Regions from separate parts of the Sus scrofa genome. Here region 2 is linked to region 1. A link is a contact called in public HiChIP or PLAC-seq data. All regions are on one chromosome and are shown on one strand. The core of a region is the stretch at or near the end of the contact, and the rest is flanking DNA. Distances in the headings are between cores, read along the strand shown.

The links. HiChIP or PLAC-seq counts read pairs in DNA pulled down with a chosen protein or histone mark.
Region 2: an H3K27ac HiChIP or PLAC-seq map of alveolar macrophages shows a contact between it and region 1. The contact joins two enhancer-like sites. A contact is called at or near these places in 2 of 2 datasets of contacts at active chromatin or transcription factors (alveolar macrophages and skeletal muscle).

Annotation. Positions count from the first base shown.
Region 1 is chr13:77,782,788-77,788,602 of Sscrofa11.1, forward strand. All of the region lies in intron 3 of STAG1 (cohesin subunit SA-1), which reads right to left. Among named protein-coding and RNA genes, the nearest start is that of SLC35G2, 39 kb to the right of the region's middle. Within about 2 kb of position 2,529, at least 24 of the 83 cell types and tissues checked have an H3K27ac peak or open chromatin away from gene starts, as enhancers often do. A contact at or near this core is called in alveolar macrophages, where this site is marked.
Region 2 is chr13:77,972,896-77,978,710 of Sscrofa11.1, forward strand. It overlaps IL20RB (interleukin-20 receptor subunit beta), which reads left to right. Exons shown (of 6, transcript XM_013982051.2): 4 at 1,277-1,401; 5 at 3,394-3,544. Among named protein-coding and RNA genes, the nearest start is that of IL20RB, 29 kb to the left of the region's middle. Within about 2 kb of position 2,081, at least 21 of the 83 cell types and tissues checked have an H3K27ac peak or open chromatin away from gene starts, as enhancers often do. A contact at or near this core is called in alveolar macrophages, where this site is marked.

The DNA.
Region 1 (5,815 bases), core at 1,279-3,778:
CTTTTCTTTGCATAATGTCTGACAGCATCCTTTTAACCATAGCAAATCATGAAGCTTTGCACACAGAAAGGAGAAATACATCCTGCCTCCAATAAGAGGAACTGTAAAGTCACATGGCAAAGGGTATGGATGCAGGCAAAAGTGAAGAACTGGTACCAATAAACCCATCTACCACACTGTCTAAATGTAATACACATCTGTTTAATGAGCCACATAGACGTGATAAGCATTTTGTCTCATATTTCAAACTGGACTGGTCACAGAACAGATAGGCACTTGAGTTAGCTTATATGAAGAATATATTATTGTAAGAGGTCCACGGGCAGTCTGAGAGTAAGAAATAAGTGACATGGGAAATAAGCTGGTGACATGGGGCTGAAACTAGAAAGTCAGGATGTGAAGCTACTCCCCTAGTTCTCACAAAGCTGTATGGCCCCTGCTAATCCCCCCCCCTTTTTTTTTGTATTTGCTTTATTAACCTGTTTCTCTGTGAGGACCAGTTTCTTCATTCTTCCCAAGGTGACTTTTCTGTTATTTTAGCTTCCTACTTGCTGTGGTACTGTCTTTTCCCTCTGCTGACTTAGACTAACATTATATGGTTTTTGCGTTTTTTTGTCTTTTGTTTTGCCACACCTACAGCATGCAGAAATTCCTGGGCCTGGGATTAAACACGCACCACAGCAACGATCCAAATCACTACAGTGACACTGGGTCCTTAACCTCTTGGGCCCAGAGGGACTCCTCTATGGCTTTTAAATTAAAATGTCCGTCGGAGATAATCATTGGGCTTTTCACCTTAGATTAACAAGAGAATTTGGTTGCTTTTGGATTGATTTCCATATATTCTAATAAAATGTAGCCAGGGGAGGTGGGATCCCAGTGTGAACAGGATCTATGCAAGGGATCAGAATGTCCAAGGGGATGTTGACTTGGAGACAAAAATGAATACATTATTTTATAGTCCCAGGAGATCTAGAAAAAAGGAGGAATGTGCCATCCAGAAATATTCTACTAAACTAATTCCCCAAAGGAATTTATGCAAAACCTTACTGACACAGGCTCAAAATCCAGTTTAAGTTCCTGTTTCTCTGACCTCCCAGCACCCTCCACTAGCATCATTCCCTGCTTCTACTTTGCCTCTCTCTTTAAATATTTGTCTGGGACTCAGCTTTTATGCTTTGCCCAACTGGATATCTCCTGTGGCCAAGGCCTCATGCTTGTATGCACAGCTGGTTCTGAGACTCAGTGTCATCAGGACTCTGTCTCTCTACATTTGTCTACACTTGTTTCCTTTCAGTTGACTCTTCCTGAGCTTAAATGGCTGTAGGCGTGCATCCTACTAATTTCACAATGAGCAAAAGGAGAGGTTATTTTCCGATGATTCCAGCAGAATTTCCAGATTCAGTTTCCTCACAGTCTAGGATTAGGCTGGCTGGGACACATGCAGTAGTAGATGCTTCTGGTACTCCATCTATATCCCCTCTATCAGTTGACGCACCTTTCACTTGCTTATCCCTCGTTCCACCACCCACAGCTTAAACCTGTGACCTTGACTAATGAGAGATGCCCTTGACTAATAAAAGCCTGTTAGCCCAAGGATGTCTAGGCGGTTACATTGCCTATGTCTCTAGACCAGTGCCTGACAGGCAAGGAGCTACAAAAAGGCAGCCCCCTTGCCTCCAGGCAGAAACAACTCATGCAATTTGTGTTCCGAAAGCAAGCGTCCCCTTCCCTATATAAAATCAGGCCAAATCTGAGCTTTAAGGGGAAACCAGATCTCTGCTCTGCTCCTTCCTGTTCTGTCTTGCTTCCCTCACTCCCTTATGTGTTTCTCCTAAGAGCATTCCCTTTCTTACATCTGAATCCTTGCCTCAGGCTCTGCTTATAGAGAAACTCATCTAAGACAAATGCACATTTCTGAACCAGTTACTGAATGGTAGTTAAGGGGAGAAATTATGCTAAGGAATAATTAAGGTCACAGGCCCACCTATACCACACAAATCTGAATTCCTGAATAGATTTCATTAAGGACCTGGATTTTTTTGCTGATGTAGCCTCTATGTCCAGAGCAGCACAGAGAAGCCCTACTATAAATATTACTTGAATAAATTAAGAAAAGAGTGAACTGATTATGTGTGTATTGTTTCCTGAGAAAATTGAGAGGGGGAATGACTGTTACCAGAAGGAAGGGGAGTGAATGTAGGAATGTGAAATGATAACTATGCTTTAGAGACAAATGCAGGACTAGGCTTAAAAACCAAAACTTCTTTTAGGCTGCCAAAGGCGAAGTCCCTCTCAATGACCAGATACATGAAGTATTTATGACCCTAAGCAGTCCTTTCAGTTTAGGATTTAAAAAATATGCTAGGAAATATGTTTGTTGCTTACTTGCCATCTGGCGAGTAATGGAATAACTTCAAGTAGATAATAAGAATCTGCTTTTTGTTTAACAGAGGAATTGCAGAGAGCAGTAACTGAATCCTGGAAACAGGTTTCTTGCTGAGTCATTCACCCTTGCTCAAGACAAGCTTTCACTTTGCATTGAATTTTAATGTGATGTTTCCTCATCGTCCCCTCCCCCTCTCCTGTAGTCAGCTAGTCGGTAATTTCTCTGTGGCTGGAGTAGAACTGCCCTCCCAGAAGGGTCAGGCAAACTCTACTGAGATATTTCCAGGGACCCCCATGCCTTTTTACTTCCCAGGACCCATTTATGATCTTTTCTCCAAAGACTCACATATATGAAAGACCTCTTTGCAAAACAAAACATGCATCTGGAAGAAAAATCCATTTGTTCTCTCAAAATGTATTAATTGTACCAAGCATGCTGACACAATTCCAGCCTAAACTCAAGCAATTTTGAGTTAGTTTATTTTACTTGCCATAGTAAGAGTGGGATCTCCATCGAGCTTTTGAAACAGTGAAAATATTGGAAGTCGATGAGTAGTCTTTCAGGGAGATATATGTTTGGATATACCACACTAGGTCAGATGGGAGCAAGTCAAGTCAGAGAGAGCCATCTGTTTTGGTATTCCAAGAGAGAGATTTGTTAATTAAAAAATGCATCAAGGAGTTCCTGTTGTGGGGCATCAGAAACGAATCTGACTAGGAACCATGAGGTTGTGGGTTCAATCCCTGGCCTCACTCAGTGATTAAGGATCTGGTGTTGCTGAGAGCTGTGGTGTAGGTTGCAGACGCGGCTCGGATCTGCCATTGCTGTGGCTGTGGCTGTGGCCAACAGCTGTAGCTCTGATTGGACTCCTAGCCTGGAAACCTCCATATGCCATGGGTGAGGCCCTAAAAAGCAAAAAAGCCCAAAAAACCTGACCCTCCATAGGTCTGGCTTCACTGTTTCAAGGGGGAATCCCTACTGCGGAGACTGGAACTAACAAGGTTGTCAGAGCCACTGTCCTCGAATTTCACCTAAACTATTTCTGTAACCAGGTGACAGGTGTTAGGATCCTGGATCACAGGAGTTAGGGCCTTCATGATTAGGCCCTCAGAGCCATGGACAATGGGCAGTCCATATGTGTTGGTCCATAAATTTTTAAAAGTTATCATTGATATGAATTAGCCACCCACTCAATATTAGTAGGGCTGAATTATTATTTTCATGGGCCCTGGCATTTTGAATTTATGGGCCCTTTCCCCTACAAAAAAAATATTAAAAACTGGAGTTCCCTGATGGCCTAGTGGTTAAAGATTTGGTTAAAGATTTTGCTGCAGTTTGAGTTTGATCCCTGGCCCAGGAGCTTTTTTGGCATGGCCAAAAAAGTTTAAAATCATATTTCATGACTATGTTAGTATCAAGATGAATGCAATCCAGTCTGCAGTCTCTTTTTTTATTGTGTTAAAATATGCCTAACATAAAATTTACCATTTTAAGTGTATAGTTCACTGGCATTACTTATGCAAAATTTGTTTGTATATATTCATTGTATTTATTTTATCCTGATTTATTATTATTATCATTTTATTATTATTTTGCTTTTTAGGGCCACACCTGTAGCATATGGAAATTCCCAGGCTGGGAATCTAATCAGAGCTACAGCTTCCAGCCTACACCACAGCCACAGCAATGGGGGGATCCGAGCCGTGTCTTCGACCTACACCACAGCTCATGGAAATGCCGGATCCTTAACCCACTGAGGAGGCCAGGGATTGAACCCGCATCCTCATGGTTCCTAGTCAGGTCTGTTAACCACTGAGCCATGAAGGGAACTCCTATTCCAATTTTTAAAGAAATTAAAATGGAAATATTTTATGGACCCTTTAAAGTATCATGGACCCTCCATGCTGTGCCTAATGGATAACTTGGCTCTGACTAGGAGATGGCAAAAAAGGGCAAGAAAGCAAAACTGAAATGTACTCAAACTCACTTCACAGTTCAAACACACACAAAAAAAGACACTCAAACTTGCCTTTCCCTATCCACGGGGGGATATTCATCTTGGGAAGCTGTGTGTCTGAGTAGACAGAACACAGAACTCAGGCAGACTGAGTTCAAGTCCTATTTTTGCCCCTCATTAGCTGGGTGTCACAGCCAGCACAGGTGGTGCTCAGACAGGCCCAGAGAGGAGGCCGGGGGTTGGGAGAACAGTGCCAGCAGACTCAGAAATAGCAACTGCTCCAGGCCAAGAGGTCTGGGCAGGGCTCCAGATGAAGCCCAGGACAGTTCCCAGGAGTCCGATGGGGTGAATCCAGAGTTCAAGAAAGGCTATAAGTAAACTAGGGAATACAAACATACAAGCAAACAAGAGACTGAGGGGAGAGGAGCAAATGCCAGTCAGGTCTGCAGAATGCTGCTTTTCTAGAGCCTGATTTAAGTCTCCCTGTTTTTGCTGCAAACACCACTTGTTGCCTGAGATTGTGCACCCTTCAGGCAACTTGTCTTCTCAAGACTCGGCTTCCCCATCTATGCAATTAGAAATTGGATTCATGACTCCCAAGGTCCCATGAACTATTTGACTCTTTCCAGCTTTCTAATAGCTCTACTGTTTTTCCTGCTCTAGCTCTAGATTGTTGAAATTCAGAGCTTAATGTCCAAGTTTCAGAGCAGAGTTTGCAAAGTTGTAGATGTTGGGCCAAATCTGTCTCACAAGTGAGGTTTTGTTTTGTTTTGTTTTTTTCTGCTCAATATTTTTAAACATTGTATTAATTGCCAACATCCCCAAATCAGGAGATGGCTCATAAAGCTCTGAACTTGCTTCCTCTTGAAAGTTGGCTGCTGTCCCTTCCTTGGGCCCGTGTGCTCATGTGGTCTTGGCTAGAGCTGCATAGGAGTTGCCCCCTCTAGATGAGGCCTACATGCTCCAGGATGCCACAGCCTCCCTCAACCCATTTCACTCTTTTATGGTTCTTATAGGCAGTTGGATTTGCTACCTCTCTCTAGTGCCCAGGCACCATCTGTTGTGAAGTGGCTTAAAGCTGATCTTCATGCCTCCCAATCCATCCCCTTCTGAACTAAACCTCTGAGCACTGAGTCACCCCTAGGTCATCTCCCCAGAGGGAACTTGATTCAAAGAGGCAACAGAGAGTTGTTCCTATTATCTATCTGCCCCCTCTCTGTCCTGATAATTGTCCTGAACCTGGAGATATGGAGTCCCTCTGACCAGGTGTTGCTCTGCCCTTTCCGGGCATTGACTGAAATCTCCTGAGGCAGGTCCAGTGTGCCTGCCTCTGAGGAATCAGTCAATTAAAGGCTGGAGGACTGAAGAGAGGACAGCTGGAAGCTCTGAGAGAGAGAGGGGGGGAGGGAGGAAACCAAGAGAGCACGAAAACCACCAGGAAGCACGGAGGTCAAACAGGCTACATCTCC
Region 2 (5,815 bases), core at 831-3,330, 190 kb after region 1:
GTAGAGGACAAAGGACAGAGGCTCAACACTGTCAAGAAAATCCCCTGAACTGAAATGACCTTAGGGCATTTTCTCTAATCCTATTCTCAACAAAGATGGAGATGGAAAGTCCAGTTCTAATCATGTTTGACTTAAAACTGGAGGAATCAAACATCTCTTTTCCTTCTGGGGGTGTTTCAGAGGTAGTCTATTGGTGCTGTGTGCTCTTATGATGGCTCTGAACAGGGTCTGTTTTGCACAGTTGGTCCCTGACTCCCAAGTCCTCCTGTCCCCTATTCAGGCAGCTCTTCAAATGCCAGGAAATGCTTTGTTCTCTGAAAACTCCCTGCAGGAACTGCCTTTCTTTTGAGTGTCCACTGACCCCAAGGCAGGGGGATTTAGCCCAGAACACGCTCCACTCTATTTCCTAAGCCAAGCCCAACAATCAGGGTGGCCCTTCTGGTCCCGCAGTGTCTGGATCTGGGAGGCAAGTCTGGACCCATCATTAGTAGTCAGGGACTAAAGACTCTCTGTTTAGGCCCTTTTGTTCTTGGTCTGCTGATAGAAAAGTATCCGTGGAGGTTGCTGGCCTTTCTGTTTGGGATCTAATTATGTATAAGATGGTGTTTGTGTTTGTGCTGTGATTTCTAGAGCTAATTATTGAAATTTATAAATCCCTCTGATTTTCCAACATATCCTGTTAAGGATATGAGATAAAGAATCCTTGGACCAAGAATGCTGCTGATTTTTTTTTTTTTAATTTTTTTTTTAGGGCCACACCCATGGTGAACGGAAGCTCCCAGGCTAGGGGTTGAATCAGAGCTATAGCTGCCGGTCTACGCCACAGCCGCAGCAACACCAGATCCAAGCCACATCTGTGACCTACACCACAGTTCACAGCAATGCCAGATCCTTAACCCATTGAGTAGGGCCAGGGATCGAACCTGTGTCCTCATGGATTCTAGTCAGGTTCATTATTGCTGAGCCACTACGGGAACTTCTGATTTGCTAATGTTTGATAGTTAGCAACAGCTGGTATATATCACTGATCTATGTTAATTACAGTTAAGTTTTTCTTTTTTTTTTTTCACTTGCTTATCACTCGAAATGTGTTTACTGAGCACCTGCTGAGTACAGGAGAGGACTGGAGTACATGTTTCTTTGTGCTGTGAAACCACATCTAAACCCTCCCCCTCCAATGAGCCTGGCATGTTTCCAGATGACTTGGTCATGGTCTCTGGACAGAAATCAGTCCTGTCTGGGGCTGGCTCTGATTCTCCCCTTGTCTTGCCAACAGCCACTCTCATCCCACCTGGAATGGAGGTCACCAAGGATGGCTTCCACCTGGTTATTAAGCTGGAAGACCTGGGGCCCCAGTTTGAGTTCTTCGTGGCCTACTGGAGGAGGGAGCCTGGTGCCAAGGTGAGACTTCCAGCTTCGGCCTTTGAGTTAGGCTTTAGAGAAGAAGGCACAGACTTCTGAGAGCTGAGTGAGGAAAGCCAGCCCCTGCAACACTAGCTGTCTGGGGTGGCTTGAGGATGAGCAGACCTAATTGTGGGAAAGGAGAGATGAGTGTAGGATGACAAAGCTGGCAGCCTCCTCCTCTAAGACCCACCTTGGTCCAACCTACACCTTGGCTGGGAGCCATCTCAGGCCAGATTTGCTGAGGTATGGGGGCTGCCTCCTTGCCTTAATCTCTGACATTTTTGGATCCACAATACCTTTTCAATGCATTTCTTCTCCTTCATCAGCGTGTCTTCTCAGCCATTCTCCCTGGCGTGTTTAGGGGCAGCAGACCAGGGTGTTCCAGATCAATTGGATGATTTCAAAAGTGTATGGGCTGACACAAGCCTCCTGAGGGTGTGTATCTGGGCAGGGTGCAGAAATCAGGGCAGAGAGCCAGGAGCTGGCTTAGGCACAAAGCTAATTATGCATGGGCGGGCCACCTGGAATGCCTAGCTGGGGCGCTGGCCCCTCCCTGTGGGACAGTGACTGCAGGCTGGGCTGGGTGGAAGGTCAGCTTCCCCAGAGGGTGTGGCCAAACATTGCATAGCCTCAGCCTCAGAAGGTCTAGAGCTTGGACAGATCCGTGGAGGCCCTGTCCCAGCTGATATCACAAGGACTAATACTCCGTGATAAGGGCTCTCACAGACTCTCTGAAGAGGCCCCGAGTCAGGCTGCAGCACAGCCTCCCTTATCCAGCAGTCATTTCTTGCAGAATCCTTGCTTCCCTCTGATGGGTCTTCTCTATTGCACCTCTCCCCAGCTTGTCCTGACCCCTCATCACTCCTTCCTGCATGTGCCTATGGCCGTGCCTTACCAGGCCTGCCTCCCCTTTACCGTGTCCTTTCCTCTTGACCCCTGGTTCTAGCTGCAGGTATTCAGTTTCCCAAGACCAGTTCCCAGGGGAGGAAATCTTCCTGGTCCTGCTTATCTTATCAGGCCAAGCTTAGGGGTTGCTGGTTGCTGGCTGGCCTCTGGTAGACCCTTCTCAGGCCAAGGGTACTCCTCACCTAATGCCTGGGTCTGGTGGACAGGACGTGTGCCCTATGACCTTCTCAATAGGGGTTGTGGGCTAGGTGGCTTTCCCTGGAAGGTGGTATGGACAGGTAGAACAGGCAATAGCAATGGTTTCCAGTATTTACTTCTGCTGTGTTAGGGCCCAAATGGTAGGACCTGGTACTGGAGTCCATCTGGCCAGGCAGATGGAGTCTTGTGGGGGACAGATCAGGACCTAGGATCTAAGTCCCTTGGATTCTCTGGAAGTTACAGGGCATGTACCTTGAGTCACCTGGGCCTTGGCCCAGACAAGCCTCCGCAGGTTCAGGCATGGAGCACAGGCCTCAGGGGGTGGGTAGGGTGGAGGGATGTGCAGATGGGTAGACAGACAGTGGATGCTTGGATGTGTGAGAAGGCATTGCCCACTGACTCCGTTGTTTCTGTGCACTGATCCCCCCTGGCAGCAGTGGCCAAGCCAAGACCCCAGTCAGATTTCTGACATTCAGGTCTTGGTCCAAATATTACCTATCAGAGAGGCCTTCCTTAACCACTGCTCTAGTGCCTCCTCATCACTTTCTACCTGCTTGTCCTGCCTCAGTTTTCTTCACAGCCCTTTTCACTACTGGATGTGTATTGTGTATCATATACAATCTGTGTTCCCCCACGTAAGCTCCAAGAGAGCAGGAAATTTGTTTTGTTCAGCACTGTGTCCTAGTGCCTACAACAGCGCCTGGCACACAGCGGGTGCTAAATAAATAAATAAATAAATAAATAAATAAATAAGAATGAATGAATGAATGAGAGGAACACTCTGTATGCATCCTGGAAAGGAAATATTTGCAGGTTTTCTTCCCTCCTGCTCCCCCTTTCCTGTTCTGCTTTGCTCAGGGTGTAACTGTTGTCTGGTTTCTAAAGGAACACGTCAAGGTGGTGAGGCCTGGGGGTATTCCAATGCACCTGGAAACCATGGAGCCAGGGGCCACATACTGCGTGAAAGCCCGGACATTTGTGAAGGCCATCGGGCGGTACAGTGCCTTCAGCCAGGCAGAGTGTGTCAAGGTGCAAGGTAAGGCCATCTGTTTGCCCCTGGTTCTGAGTCTCCCCTCAGTTTCCCTGACCTGCCCCCTCCACCTCAGGCTGGGTGGTTTCCTGTGGTGAAATTGTGCTGTGTTCTAATTCCCCCTGAAGCGAGTGTCCATCCTGGGGTTGGGTGGGTGTCACTCCGCCGCTGTCCAGCTTTCCAGAACACCTTCCCTGAAAGCTCCTGAGGCCTGAGGCCAGATGTTGCCAGGCTGGTTGACTAAGTGGCAGCTGCCTGTGAACCAGAGGGGGCTGCGGGTGAAGCAGCCTGGGGCCCGAGAGTCAGACCTTGTGAGGGTGTAGCCCACTGTGTACACAGCCGCACTCAGCCGGGAGGGGCTTCATGGGAAGTCTATGGAATCCCTTGTTTGACTTAATTTTTTTCCCTTGAACTTTTTATGGTCTATAAACCTACAATGAAAAGAAACAAAAACAAAACCCCATGATTCTGCCACACAAACACCACCAATGACATTTAGTGTGTAATTTCTTAGTTTTTAAAAAATTATTGTTTTGAACATTTGGTACATTTACTTAGTTCAAAAAACTTGAGAAGGTACACATGGCAACTCCTTCCTACTCCTCTTCCTCATCGATGTAATTCCCACCCCTCCCCATGGGTATTAGCTTTTTGTGTATACTTCTAAAGACGTCTTAATACATTTACAAGGGAATGGGAATACATTTTTACATATTTCCCTTCTTTTTAGCACAAATGGTAGTACACTCTATACACTGTTCTAGGTCTTGTCTTTTTTACAGTACATATCTTGTAGATTTTTCCAAATCAAAAAGAACTTCTTGAGAGTTCCCTGATGGCCTAGGGATTAAGGATCCCAAGCTGTCACTGCTATGGCTCAGATTCAGTTCCTGGCCTGGGACTTCTACATACTGTGGGCACAGCCAAACAAATAAATAAAGAAGAACTTCTTCATCCTTCTTCATAGCTACATGATAGTCTATTATATGTACATAACTAGTTTAACTAGTCCCCTATTGATGGATATTTCATTTTTTCCCAATATTTTACTATTAGAGCCAATGCTTTCATTAATTACCTTGTATATAGATCATTTGATGGTATATTTGAAGGATAAATTCCTGAAAGTAGAGTTGCTGGGTCAAAGGAAATACAGAGAATTTTGACCATTGTTTCCAAGTTGCTCTCTAAAGGGGTGTTATCCTTTGTGTAGACGTATGGTGTATTTATATTATGCATATTCTTTTTTTTTTTTTTAAATGGCCACACCTGTAGTGTATGGAGGTTCCTGGGCTAGGGATTGAATCATAGCTACAGCTGCAGCCTATGCCACAGCCACAGCCTGCAACAACGCTGGATTCTTAACCCACAGAGCAAAGCCAGGGATTGAACCCGCATCTTCACAGACATTCTTAACCCACAACAGGAACTCTGTATCATGCATATTCTTTGTATTTTTATTTTTTCACAAATATTATCTCCGTAACATTTTCCCTGTAGATTTTCTGATTACTATTTTATATTACTTTTTAAAACCGTATAAGTAAAGCTTGCTAAAAAATTCAAACAATGCAAAAGTACATAAAGAGGTCCATATTCTCCATTCTCCCCATACCACTCCAATCTCCCCAAGATTTCCTTTGGCAAGTTTGGAGTTAATCTTCCAGTCAGTGTGTGATGCTAGTATTCACAGGCACAGATGGGACCATTCTGTGCTCACTGCTCTGTCCCTGGCCTATCTTCACTTGGAATCTATTGTGAACATCTTTTCATGTCAGTACATATGGATCTACCTCTCCAAAGAAGATGCATATCAAGCCAATATATAGATATGTCAAACTATATGTACCTGGGCTATTAATAAGTGTCTTCTGTGCTTTCCAGTCTTTTGCCACTGCAACCCGTGCTGCAGTGAAGGAGCTTGGATATATCTTAGTTCTCATTGTAATAGAGGAACTCCTAAGTGCCATGCTGATAATGTATTCCATCATCCTCTATTGGGGGCTATTTAGATCATTTCCATCTGCTTTTGGAGATGATGTCCGTTCACTGAATCATTCATTTATTCATTCAGTGAATAATTATTGAGCACTGACTATGTGCCAAGCGCTGGCTTTGTCACAGCTGGGACGTTCCTGCCCTCACGGAGCTTTGCTTTTAGTTGGGGAGACAGATTACAAAGAAGTAAGCAAATGAGATAGTTTCCCTTGGTGGTATGTGCTATGAGAAAACACACCGGAGTACGCTGGGGGTGGAAGGACATGCAGGTGTGCTGCT